Regions from separate parts of the Canis lupus genome. Here region 1 is linked to region 2. The links are chromatin contacts, called in public Hi-C maps. All regions are on one chromosome and are shown on one strand. Each heading gives the region's core, a stretch centred on a gene start, on an enhancer-like site or on the middle of the called end of the contact. The rest is flanking DNA. Distances are from core to core; before and after follow the strand shown.

Region 1 (5,934 bases), core at 1,989-4,488, 340 kb before region 2:
AGAGGTTGGGTGGGGGTGGACGTGACCCTGTCAAGAGGCACTGGTGGGCAAGGGAGGGACAGGGCCACCTCGAGGAGCAAGTTGAGGATGGAGATATCAGACCTCAGCACCAGGGGCCCCACCAGGATACTGAGGGAGGGCCGCCACCCTGCCCCAGTGGACAGGAGTCCCCTCCTGGGCTCCGCGCGGCATGGTGGGCCATGCACCTCTGATGTGGCTTGTGAGGCCACCCCAGTTTCTCTACCTCCGTCTCCCACATCGTCTATTGCACTAAAGTCTGAAAGGAGGGATTGGCAGAGCGGGTGGGGGGAATGTAGTGCCAATAGCTACTTCAAACCCTGACTGAGATCATTTAACGAGATACAGCGTAAGAAGTGCCTCCCCAGGCTAGGCACTCAAAAACTGGCATCATCTCCAGTACTGTTTTTATTATTTAAAAACAATATTTCTTTGTTTATTAGAGACAGAGAGAGAGAGAGAGAGAGAGAACAAGCAGAGGGAGTGTCAGAGGGAAAAGGAGGGAGAGATTCCTCAAGCAGACTCTCCACTGAGTGTGGAGCCCCACATGGTGGTGGATCCCAGGATCCCGAGATCAATGACCTGAGCCGAAAGCAAGAGTCGGATGCTTAACCGACTGAGCCACCCAGGTGCCCTTATTGTTCATGGTTGTTATCAGCTGCCGCCAGGCCAGGATAGGCGGTTTTCTCTCACTCCATGTTCCCAAGCAAAAATGTCTTCCAGCAACTGGGAGGACGTGCCAGGATCCATTGGCTGCTTGGAGCCACCTTTCCTAACAGCTCTCTGGGACCTGGAGACTTGGCCCACTGGCCATCATGCCAGTTGCTTGGGCAAACTGTACGAGCTCCCCCAAGCCGGAAAATAAGACTATATTTGGGTTGCAGGCTTCCTATCCCTATTCGATAAACTGAGGGGTGAATCTTTGCCAATTTTAGAGATAGAAAAAACTATAGTAGGTAGATAAACTGAGGCACAGATGGCCAACTCACAGGCCAAGGGCTTACCACCAACCAGTAGAGTAGAGCCCAACTAGAACCAAGGTTCTCCTCCCAATCCAGTGCCCTTTGGATAATCCTGTACTGGTGAGCCTGTGTGTGCTCTGGTTCTTTCTCAGTCCTTGGAAGGGGCCATTGGCTTCCTTTCAGGAAGCATGCGGGTGCTGATCATGCCTTACCTGATCCCAGAGGGTTTGGCCGATCTCAAGATGATCTTACCAACATGTCAGCACAGGGCTTAATAAAAATCATTTTGCTGGGATCCCTGGGTGGCTCAGTGGTTTGGCGCCTGCCTTTGGCCCAGGGCGCGATCCTGGAGTCCCCGGATCAAGTCCTGCGTCAGGGCTCCCGGCATGGAGCCTGCTTCTCCCTCTGCCTGTGTCTCTGCCTCTCTCTCTCTGTGTCTATCATAAAATAAATAAATAAATCTTTAAAAAAGAAAAAGAAAAAAATCATTTTGCTGTTTACAGGGTGTCAGGCATGTACCTAGGGGAGCAGGGTTTCTTTATAGTGGGAGGCTATGCCCCTCCATCTCGCCTCCAAAGGCTCATCACATGGCCTTGGACGCTGTAAGGATGGTGTTTACAGGTTTACATTTGATATTTTAATTTGATTTCCCTGTACTAAGTAACATATGTGTTTTATTTCAGGCTGTCTCCTGGAAAGCCACGGCCACTTCTGTGGAATAGGCTTTAGGGCTTCAGCCCAGAGTCCCATGTCAGGTCTCCAGAGAGGCCATGGGGGCATGGAGGAAGGAGTAAATGCTTTAGCTTCAAACAGGCCTGGGTTCAAATATTGGCTCTGGCACTTCCTCTCTGTGTGATCTCGGGAAAGTCCCTTAATCTCTGGCTCCCATATTTTCATCCATAAAATAAGGTGAATAAAGGCTGCCTCATAGAATTTATGTGAGGATTGAAGGTACAGTATATAAAGGACTTGGCACTTGTAAGAGCTCAAGAAAATGTGTTTGGGGATACTGGTGATCACTCTGCGCTTTGGGCTGGTCAGTGGCCTCTTCACAGTTAACCTGGGGCACAGGGCAGACCTTGACTTCTCTGGGTTTTCTGGGTAACTCAGTGTTTTCATGGCTCTTTCAGTTGAGTCTGGTCTTTCTTTCCTTTTGGAGGCAGAAAGAATTTCTGGATGGGCAAGTCTCAGGGCAGAGGGCTCGGGAGTAGGTATCATGCCTGAATTCCTGACCTAGGCTCATGGCTCTGCCATGTGTGGCTTTGGACAATGTCTTCACCTCTCTGGGCCTCAGAAACATGGGTAGTTTGGCCTGTGGGGTGTGTTTCAACTCTGCAGTGTTAGGATCCTATCCTTGGGTGTCAGGCATGTACCTAGGGGAGCAGGGTTTCTTTATAGTGGGAGGCTATGCCCCTCCATCTCGCCTCCAAAGGCTCATCACATGGCCTTGGACGCTGTAAGGATGGTGTCCTGCAGCTCAGTCCAGTCCTACAGATCCAGAGCAATCTGAGCCTTCCTGAGTTCCTGGTGCCCACTCTGTCTTCAGGGAACAGTGTTATGGTGGTACCACTATGGTGGCTCATGGGGATGTTAGATCCCCCTACCTCCATCGGTTCTCACAAGCCCACACCAAATAAACATACAATCTAAGAAAACAATAGTAATGTGACTCCTGAGGGATAATGCAGAGTTAGGAAAAGGCCTTTAGCTCCCTGTCGAACCTGAATGCCACTCCTGAACCTATCCCCTGTACATTTTTGGCAGCTGACCCTGGAACCTTGGCCCCTGCCAGGCCTAACCTGGTACTCTGTGTCTGCATTGACCAACCTGCTACAAAAGCATCTTGGTTCTGATGTCACACAGAAGCATGCGATGGCAGGGCTGTCAGGAGCCTCAGGATCATCTATCCTATATTCTCTTTGAACAGATAGGAAATCAAGGCCAGAAATGGGAAGTGACTTGCCCTAGGTCATACAGCTCATAAGTACCAGAGCCAGCCCTTAAACTGGGATTTTCTGATTCTGAGTAGCCTTTATACTTCACCAGGCTGGCCAGGAGAGTCTCCCCTGACTATGGTCACTGCCCCAAGAAGGTTTTGAGATGCCACTCCAGCAATCCAAGAGAAGTGAGGGGGGTTGGAACCACCCCTGAGCATTTTCTGTGGGGGCACTGGTGCCTGGCTCCTTGCTTCAGAAGTGGCTCCAAGGGGCTGGGTGGGAAGCAGGAGGCCATTAGGACCCAGAAGCTCTTGGAGCATCCTGCTCTGCCTGCTGCCTCTCACCACTCACTGCAGTGGTTCAGGCTTCAGCAGCCTTGGAGAAGCATCAGCTGAGAGGAGCTATCACATGGGAGCCGGGAGCTGCTCAGCAAAGGTAGGAGTTGTCGACTAGGCCAGGAATAGGGGCCTGTCCCAGGGCCTGATGGTGAGTGCTGAGGTACTCTGCAGGAGGGTAGCTCTGCGTCCCCAGGACCAGCCCACCCTACCTTATGGTGGGCAGTTTCGTCAAGGGATGGGCTCCCAGGTATTGGGGTGTGGGCACCTCTGAAGCCTAGAGATGGGGGTTGATCTCCTGCCAGAGGGAGTACCCACATCCTACAGGCAGACAGGGTTCCCCATCTGTCTTCCTCCATGTCATAGAGATGGGTCCCCCGCATCCTAGGAATGGGTCCCTTGGCATGTAGGCTGATGGGCAATTCTGCGTCCTGGGCGTGGGCAACTCTGCTGGGAAGAGGTGTGGTTGCCCCCTGGAAATCTCTCCTGGCTTAGGAGGGACATACTGTTGTTTGAAGGAAGGCCGTGCTGGGGTCCTTGGGTTGGAAGCTCTGTATTTAGGAAACAGGTGCATTCGAATCCCAGCAACATCTCTGTGGCCTTGGGGTGGGCACTTATGCACATCTTGCATCCTGAAACAAAGATATTTGTAACTTGACGATGCCCTGGCCAGGGGGCCAGACCTTGACCCCTATGGTGGTAAAGCCTGCCAGGTGCTGAGAGGTCCTGGAGGTGAGGGAGGGCTTGCTGTCAGGAAGCAGTGGCAAGATGAGAGCGAGTGAGAAGGCATGATGCTGTGAGCTAGGAGTGGAGTGAGGCTCTCTGGGCTTCCCCTCTGACACTGTGATGCACAACCCTGCCCTCCCTGACCCCCATCCATCAGTAGGGAGTGCTGGGGAGCAGGCACGTTGGTCCATCTGTTAGGACAGAAACTGGAATCCTGGCATTTAGGAGTCAGTGTGGAGATCCTGCCCAGGCCGAGGGGGCTGTGGAAACGAGAAACGTCCAGTGCCTTCTTGCCTAGGGCTCCGTCATGGCTGCACAGTGCCCCCTCCATCTCCACGTGGAAACCATGTCTGCTTCCCTCGGTCTGGGGCCCTGGGTGGGCCTTGCTGGCAGACTCTTGATGTTCATGCAGACATGGAGGGCATTCACTCCTTTAGCTCCCGGGGCCTCAGAGCCACATCTTCAGGCCTCCACTCCCAGGTAGAAGGGATGAGAAAGATATGAAGCCCGGCATGGAAAGTAAGGGGCAAGGATGCCTTCCCTAGCGTTGCTTTCTGCATTTTTCCTGGTAGTGTCTTATGAGAAGCTGATGTCTCCACTTTGGAACCATCTCCACCTACCTTCTCTATAGACCCTGGGTCAATGTGGCCATTTTAACTGTGAAATGAGCTTCCTGTTATCCCTGGGGAGAGGCAAATCCCTAGGCAATTGTCCAAAGTTAGGGCTGTGCCAAGTCCAGGAGACCAGGTTACCCTTTCCAGAGCAGAGTCCTCTGGCTGGCACGCAGCTGCCCTACTGAGTGTACTTGGAGCAGGTACGAAGGGGCAGGGGCAGGTACTAAGGGGCAGGGACTCAACAGATCAGTTTGAGTTTGATACAATTCACAAAGTTATACTGAGCACCCATTGCATGCATGGCATGCTTGAAGTTAAAGGAATACACTATTGGTGGTTACCAAAACCCAAGGGTGGTTGTAAGGCTGTAACTACGGAGAGGGAATGGGAACGGTCTGCCCCACGTGGTCCACATCATTGCAGTCAGAGAAATGATGGGTTTTTAAATTCAGCCACCACCAAGCCCTTGGCAGCCCAGGAACTCACAGAGTCATCAAATGTTGTCAGAGATGGGAATCTTGGAGGTCGTCCAGTTCAATCTTCCCATTTTACAGATGAGGAAACCGTGATCCAGAGAACTTGTGACCTGGCTACAGACTTGGCGTATCTATAGCTTGCCTTGAGTTTGCATACCTTTCTATATTATACTGGGAGAAACTGGACTGCAAGAATAGGATATGGAAATGAATTTTTTTTTTAAATTTATTTACGATAGTCACACACACAGAGAGGGAGAAGAGGCAGAGACATAGGCAGAGGGAGAAGCAGGCTCCATGCACCGGGAGCCTGACATGGGACTCAATCCCGGGTCTCCAGGATCGCGCCCTGAGCCAAAGGCAGGCACTAAACTGCTGCGCCACCCAGGGATCCCGGAAATGAAAAATTTAAAGGCATTATTATTTCAACTATATGCAAACTTAATGTGGATAATGAGACACATACAACATTTGATCTGCCATTTGGCCGGGAGAAATGAGAGACGCTGAAACCCCAGACTTCTTCCCCTCTCAATGCCTTCCAGTTGTCTTCTCTGCTTTATGCTCACCCATTTCCACCATCACAGTGACCTACTCACTCTCACACCTACTCCTCCCCCACCCCCCAGACACCTACTCCTCCCTCCTAGCTCTGGAATGTGCTAATGGTCCAGGATCAAGAGGACTCTGGGCCGGGGATCTGCTCCAATGATCAGAGATCTGAGGACCCCGGGAGTGGAAGGTTAGGCACTTCCTCCCCCACCTGCAGGGGTATGGTGGCTTGGAAAAGCTAATGAGTGGGTAAAGAAGGGCAGCTTTCAAGTGACCTATGCCCTTCTGGTTTGGGGGGCAGTGGAGCCTGAATG
Region 2 (6,609 bases), core at 3,425-5,924:
GTATGTAAAAGCAAGCTTCTTCTGCAAATGGCCAAGAAAGAGAAGTGAACTTTGAGGCAAAGAGATTTTTATCTTCACAGGTTTTCCTTTCCTATAATGCTCAAAACTATAATAAATAATAAACATGATCATAAGAAGCAGAGGAGAAGGCCCCCAGGGGACTTCCATCTTCCCGCAAAGGGCTAGAGTTACAAGGCGGGGAGAGGACATGGGGACGGAAGGAGCTGAGTGGGAGGCAGGAGCCAGGCATGCTTGCGGAGCCAGTGCCTGAGATGCAGAGGTGGAGCTAGGAGCCTTGCCTTGGGGAGCCCTTTGGGGCCCGGAGAGCAATCTGGGAGTCCTGCTCCAGAGCCCCCTTCCTATCAATTACAATGTCAATGGTGCCTCCCAGAGTTGTGCAACATGGAGGGCCCGGGACAGAAAGAAGATGGGAGGCAATCCACCCAATGCAGAGCCACTGACTGAGCCTTGCTTCCTTGCTTCTGTTGTCATCCAAGATCTCCTGCAATTTTTCTGCACCTTTCATTTTGGCGGTCTAAAGAGAGGAGAGGCTAGCCTACAGAAGGTGAAAGGCCTCCAGGAGGAAGCTCACCCTGGCTGGGAGCCAGGCTGGCAGGGAGCAAGCAGGTGTGAAAGGTGCCAACCCAGGATCCCCTGGGACTCCGGGACAGTTCACTCCACAGACAAATCAAGCTCAACATGCCTGAAGCTGACTCCTTATCTCAGCAGCCCCTCTGCCCAGCCTTGCTTCTCCTCCCAGGTTCCTCATCCTGGTGGATGTCAGCACCATCTACCCACAGCTTGCCAGGCAGTGCAGGATCTGGCTCCACCTTCAGCTCTCACTCTGTTCCACTTTGCCCTGTGTGCCCCACCTGCACCGGAACACCTACAGTGCCCGTAATACACCAAGTCATTTCATTGCCCTGCCTCTTCTCATGCTATCCTTTCTCTACCTTGTCAAGCTGTTTATCTTACGTCAAGAGTCAGCCCAAGGAGCAGCTGCCTCTACAAAGCTTTTCCTGCTCATCCCCACCGCCACTCCCCCATATCCCCACCATCTGTCCCCTGGTAGAGATCAGTACGTCTTTTGTCTCTGTAACCCCAATATCTAGTGCTGCTCCTGGCACATCTTCAACATTTGACGCATATTTTGTGAATTTAAAAAGATGAATGAGGGGCGCCTGTATGGCTCAGTTAGCTAAGCATCTGCCTTTGGCTCAGGTCATGATCCCAGAATCCGAGGACCCAAGTCCCATGTTGGGCTCCCTGCTCCATGGGGAGCCTGCTTCTCCTCCTCCCTCTGCCTGCTGCTCCCCCTGCTTGTGTTCTCTCTCTCTCTCTCTGTCAAATAAATAAATAAAATATTTTTTAAAAAATGAATGAATGAATGTGGAGAGTAAATTTTTGGGAAGACAGAAGAGTGGATTTCATTAACAAGACCAAGCCTATGGGTGATACCCCAGTGCCACCACATTTCTGGGGACAGCATCTCCTAATTCATTTCTACCCTCAGGCTACTCTTTTCTAGAGTAGGGTCCCTTCTGGTCCCTAGGCTCTTTGACACCTTCCCTCCGCACACACAGCAGGTGTACCTGGCCTTGGGGCTCTATTCTTCTCAAACGTTGGCTCCTGGTCATTGTTCTTATCTGTGTATGGATGGTGCCGTTCAGGAGAAAGAGCCCTGACTCACCTACCTGACTTAGCTCAGAGGTGCTGAGTCAGATAGGTGGGTAGGCAGGTTGAGCACAGGTCATTTCTTGATATCCATGAGAGGCAACCCCCCTACCTGGGCCAAGTGGGACCATCTAGGAGGGAGAGGGTGCAGCATGCAACAGTTCTCACCCATGTTATGTCATCATACTCTCTGGCTGGGTGAGTTCTTCGGGCCCTGGTCCACACATGGTGGGAGCAATAGCAGCCAACCATGTCCTCTGCAGCAGGCTGATTTCCAGGAAGGCCCTGGGCCCTGGGCCCTGGCCCGACATGAACCACATAGGTCTGCTGCTTTTTCCAGGCAGGGAGTACTATCACTCCTGCCTTCCATTCTAAGAACCCAGTTCCCCTAGCTCAGCCTCCCCTGCCTCCCCTTGGGCCAGGCACTCAGGTAAGTGGAGTCAGACCTGCTGGTCTCCTTCCTGGTTCAAACTGCAAGGGTATTGTTTCATCTCAGACCGACTCTGCCTTGAGCATCCTCAGCAGCAGCAACGGCCAATTCCATGAGTGAGGTGTTAGGGAAAACCTCTTACTTTGATTCAGGAGGAGTCAGAGTGGTGAACCTCCCTCTCACGGAGTCTCACAGTCTGATTGCTAGGACCCATGGCAAAATTTGGGCTCAGAGAGACAAAGCCCTCAGACAATGGGAATTTTAAAAATCAAATCCAGAGGACAGACACATCTACTTTTTTGTGCGCTTTTTGTTTTTTGTTGTTTTTTCTTTTTTTTAATAAGCTAGCCTAAGTCACATGCTTTCCTATTCTAGGGATATGAAGTTTTTACTTCTGTTCCAACTGGCTCTGCCTCTGTTCTCTGAGCAAGCACCTCTGATCCTTGGACACTGACAACATTTGGGCAAACTCATGGGCTGCAAGCTACTTTAGGCTGTAGGTCCAAAGACTCCTGGGTGGGCAAGTATGGTTCCTGGCCCCAGCTGAGAGATAAAGAGGAAGGTACCAGTGTGGTACCCATGTGAATGAATCTGGTATTCTGGTCCCCCTGCTCTCTGTCCCTTCTGATACAGGAATACCCCTGAGAGGGAAGTTGGGGACCTTTGAGTGAATCCCAACAGCGAAGATGAGGATCTGCAGAAGCATGCACCCCATTGGCCATTTCCAAAGCCCAATTCAAACACGTGGCCCCATGGGGTGGGGCGGTTGGAACATGGGCTTCTCTGACTAAGATTTCCGGGGCCCCAAGAGGCATGTATTTCACACCCTCCCCAATCTTGAACACAAACCAGTGAAAAAAGATGTCATTTCAAGGCACAGCTCTTTTCTTCAAAGAGCTGAGCCTGTCAGAGACCTGGTGGGCTTCTGGATATAAAGAGGTGGGCTTGGTGGAGCCCTTGAGAAAAGGGCACTGGGAGGACCTGAATTACTCATCACAGTAGAGAGGAATCTGGCTTCCCAGAGTCAGTCAAGGAGGAGAGAGGGAGGTGGAAGGATGGGAAGGGAGTAACAGTGGGGGTAACTGAGTGATGGGTATCAAGGAGGATACTGATGGAATGAGCACTGCGTGTTATGTACAATTGATGAATCACTGAACACTGCCTCTGAACCTAATAATACACTATATGTTAATTAACTGAATTAAGATAAAATTAAATTTAAAAAGGGAGTAACAGGAGGAAGCCACATTAGACAGCAGTGGGCTCGCGGAGCTTAGTGCGGTGGTGTGGCCAGGGAGAAACCCCAGGTGACAGGGTAGCCAAAATCACTTCTCAGAACATTTCAGAAATGTGACTTTAAATTGTTTGCCGTGTGATGTAATCTCTCCCCTGTGGCCCACAAACCTTCATTAAAAGTTCTGCTACATGTTACGGCATTATTTTTGCAGTTGTTTTGGAATAGGGGTGGGAGCTGAAAGCAGACAGGGCTGTGTTCCATATCCGAATTGACAGCAGGAACTGAAAAATGGCCACACCAGCGGGATGGTGAATAAGACCTCAGATGAGGCAGAAAACTAGAGCCAGGGGCGACCACGGAGATCTAGGTCCCCCCGTAAGTCACAGAACTCTTGGGGAGGGCCCTGGACTTTCCACAGGACACAGGACGTGGGCACTCAGCCAAGGCCGCTTACGCCTCAAAGGACTCGCTACCCGGGCTGACAGCAGGCTCCAGGTGGGGTCGCCCGGCCCCGGGACGAGCTGCGGCCACCGCCCCGCAGAGGAGCCACGCAAGGGCGCCCTGGCGGGCCGGACCCTCGCGGCCCCCGCCGGCCCGACGACGTCCCCGGGCGGGCCTTCCCCGGCAGGCGGCAGGCGGCTGGCGGCTGGCGGCTGGCGGCTCCCGCAAGGTCGTGGGAAGGCCGAGGGCTGCGGCGGGCCCCGCGGCGCGCGGGGGGAGGGGCGGCGGCTCGGCGGCTCGGCGGCTCGGCCCCCGCACTCCCTGGCGCGGCTGCAGAACGTGTCGCGGGGGGCTCCGGGCTCCCCAGCAGCCCGCCCTCGCCCCTCTCCGGCCGAGCGGGGACCCGCAGCCCCAACTGCCCCCGCTCAAGTCCCCAGGCCTCCTGGCCCGGAACCACGCGCCGCTCACAGGGCGGATGCCGCCACCTGGCGGCGGAAACGTCCCGCTTCACTCTGGGAACCTGCGGGGCAGGAGGAAGAAGGCGGGGCTTCTGCCGCCGGTCCGGCGTGGTGACGTCAGGACGGGACGCCGCGGCCCCGCCCCGCTCGGGCTGCCAGTACTTGACGTGGCGTCACCGCCCTCTACCCTTACTTTGCGTGCGTGTCGGCGTGCGGCGGAGGTGGCGGCGCGGGCCGGCCGGAGCTCGGCGCTGCAGCCCCGGGCGCTCCTGCCGCCGCCGTCGCTGAGCGGCCGGTGCCGACTGCCGAGCGGGCGAGACCCCGGCCGCCGCAGCGTAGGCTCGGCCGCGGCTGGGCGCGGGCCGGCGGGAGGGGGCGGGCGCGCGTCGGAGGGCGCCGCGCGGGGACGAGGCGGGCGGCGGGCGGGCGCCGCGCGGGGACGAGGCGGGGGCGGCGGGGCCGCGCGGGCCGGGCCGGCCGGGGGATGTCGATGCCTGACGCGATGCCGCTGCCCGGGGTCGGGGAGGAGCTGAAGCAGGCCAAGGAGATTGAGGACGCCGAGAAGTACTCTTTCATGGCCACCGTCACCAAGGCGCCCAAGAAGGTGCGGGGGCCCCGGTGGCGGCGGGGGCCTGGGCCGGGGCCTCGCGCGGGGGGGCGAGCGGGCGCGGGCCGGGCTGCAGGCGGCGCGGGGCCTCGGGCGGGGGGGGGGGGATGCGGAGGGCAGTGCCCCGGGCCGCCCCGAGCCGCAGAGGCCGCCGCTGGCCCCACTTTCCTTTGTCCCTCGGCCCTGCTCCTCCGGGATCTTTATGAAACCCGAAAGGGCCGGGCCTTCAATCTGCGGCTGACTTTTCCCGGATGAAGGGCCAGGCGGGGGCGGGGGGCCGACTCGGCGGACCTCGTGACCTGCCCCCGGGAAGGCGCCGTGCAGACCCCCAGGTGAGCGGGGTAAGGCTGGCGGGGCTGCTGTGGGCAGATGTTTGGGACCCGGGCCGGCTTACCCGGCAGCTGCGTGCTCAGCTTGGAGGCAAGAGGGAAAAGACCTGAAGCCAGCTGTTTCACGCAGGCGAAAGCAGCGAGGGCAGTGTGGACTTGAAAGTATGATTTTCACCTTCCAGGGTCATCCAGTTGCTTCGGCATATGTGAGATACTAACGTTTGGAGGTTGGTGACAGCAGGCACCGCCATGAATACAGGTTGATTGTAGTCATGTGAATAGATCCCTTAGGCATCCCTTGAGAAAGGAGCCCGGGTGGGTTGGAGGGTGGGTGGCAAGGAACGATTGCTCATTCTTGACTGCACTTAACTGAGGCAGAACAACTTTAGGCTATTGTGCTGCGAGTTGAGCTCAAAGGACACCCTTCTGATTCTCTTGTCGTGAAAGATTAAGTAACGACCTTTTAGTCTTACCTAGCTTTCTGGTGGAATTGGGGTCCCAAGTGCTTTGTGAGCATTGGCTGCCAACCACATCTTGACTTTCCACATACCTGGCACCCAGGGAACAGTGGACCCGAGAACCTTTGCAAAGAGGTGACCTTTCTGAACCAGTGAGGAGCTGGATAAATATTTCCCTCCTGTAAAGACAGTGTTTCGTTCGAGGCTGTCTCTGCCTGCAGTGTTTGATGGGATGCAGCGCTTGTGTAAGCTAAGTAAAGCGAGGTTTGCGGGAAGAGTTACGGTCCTTGAGGTTCCTGAGACCTGAATTCGTTAAGCTGTCATCCTGGGAGCGATGACTTTGTTTTTAAAGGAGGATAATCTACCACTCCAGAAATCAAATGAAGGATTGAAAAGACAGGTCGCTGTTGTGTGCTGTAGCTCCGCTTTCCCACAAAATTAAGAAGCTTATCAATAGAATGCATTAAAAAGGTAGTAGAAGATCTTCTGATTCTGTGGTGTCTGATTTGAGTGCTCTCGGTTCAGCTGACTGCTTTGTTGGGACAGTACCTGTAATCTGCACTATTTGGAGACACAGCTTTTCTAAGAATGCTTAAGGATAATAACCTATGAGGAGTTAGGGAAAAGCCCTGGTATCCTAATTCCCTGAACTCTTCCTCTCCCCATTAGACTGTCCTCTTTGTCTAGTTGCTTCAGGTATTAAGCGCCTTTATTCTTATTTGCCTTAATTTTATCCCATGCTGTTGCAATTGCCAAGACAGTTTGTATTGTAGATTGTAAACTGAATAAAGGCAGGTACTCTTGTTAACCAGTGTATGTATCGTGCCTAGCTCTACATCTAGGATCTAGTAGATTATTTATTTATTTATTTATTTTAAATTTTTATTTATTTATGATAGTCACGCAGAGAGAGAGGCAGAGACACAGGCAGAGGGAGAAGTAGGCTCCATGCACCAGGAGTCCTACGTGGGACTC

What was found. Hi-C and Micro-C count contacts between places; a contact is called where the count stands out from the background.
Region 1: a contact with region 2 is called in a Hi-C map of blood, with 2.7 times the contacts expected there. The contact joins the promoter of GPR61 here to the promoter of AHCYL1 in region 2. A contact is called at or near these places in 3 of 9 Hi-C or Micro-C datasets (amygdala and blood).

The regions. Positions count from the first base shown.
Region 1 is chr6:42,778,228-42,784,161 of UU_Cfam_GSD_1.0, reverse strand. It overlaps GPR61 (G-protein coupled receptor 61), which reads left to right and starts at 3,238. Exons shown (of 4, transcript XM_038541070.1): 1 at 3,238-3,352.
Region 2 is chr6:42,439,872-42,446,480 of UU_Cfam_GSD_1.0, reverse strand. It overlaps AHCYL1 (S-adenosylhomocysteine hydrolase-like protein 1), which reads left to right and starts at 4,674. Exons shown (of 17, transcript XM_038541051.1): 1 at 4,674-4,844. The coding sequence starts at 4,725. LOC119872347 (a long non-coding RNA gene) reads left to right here. Exons shown (of 4, transcript XR_005360396.1): 4 at 498-1,244.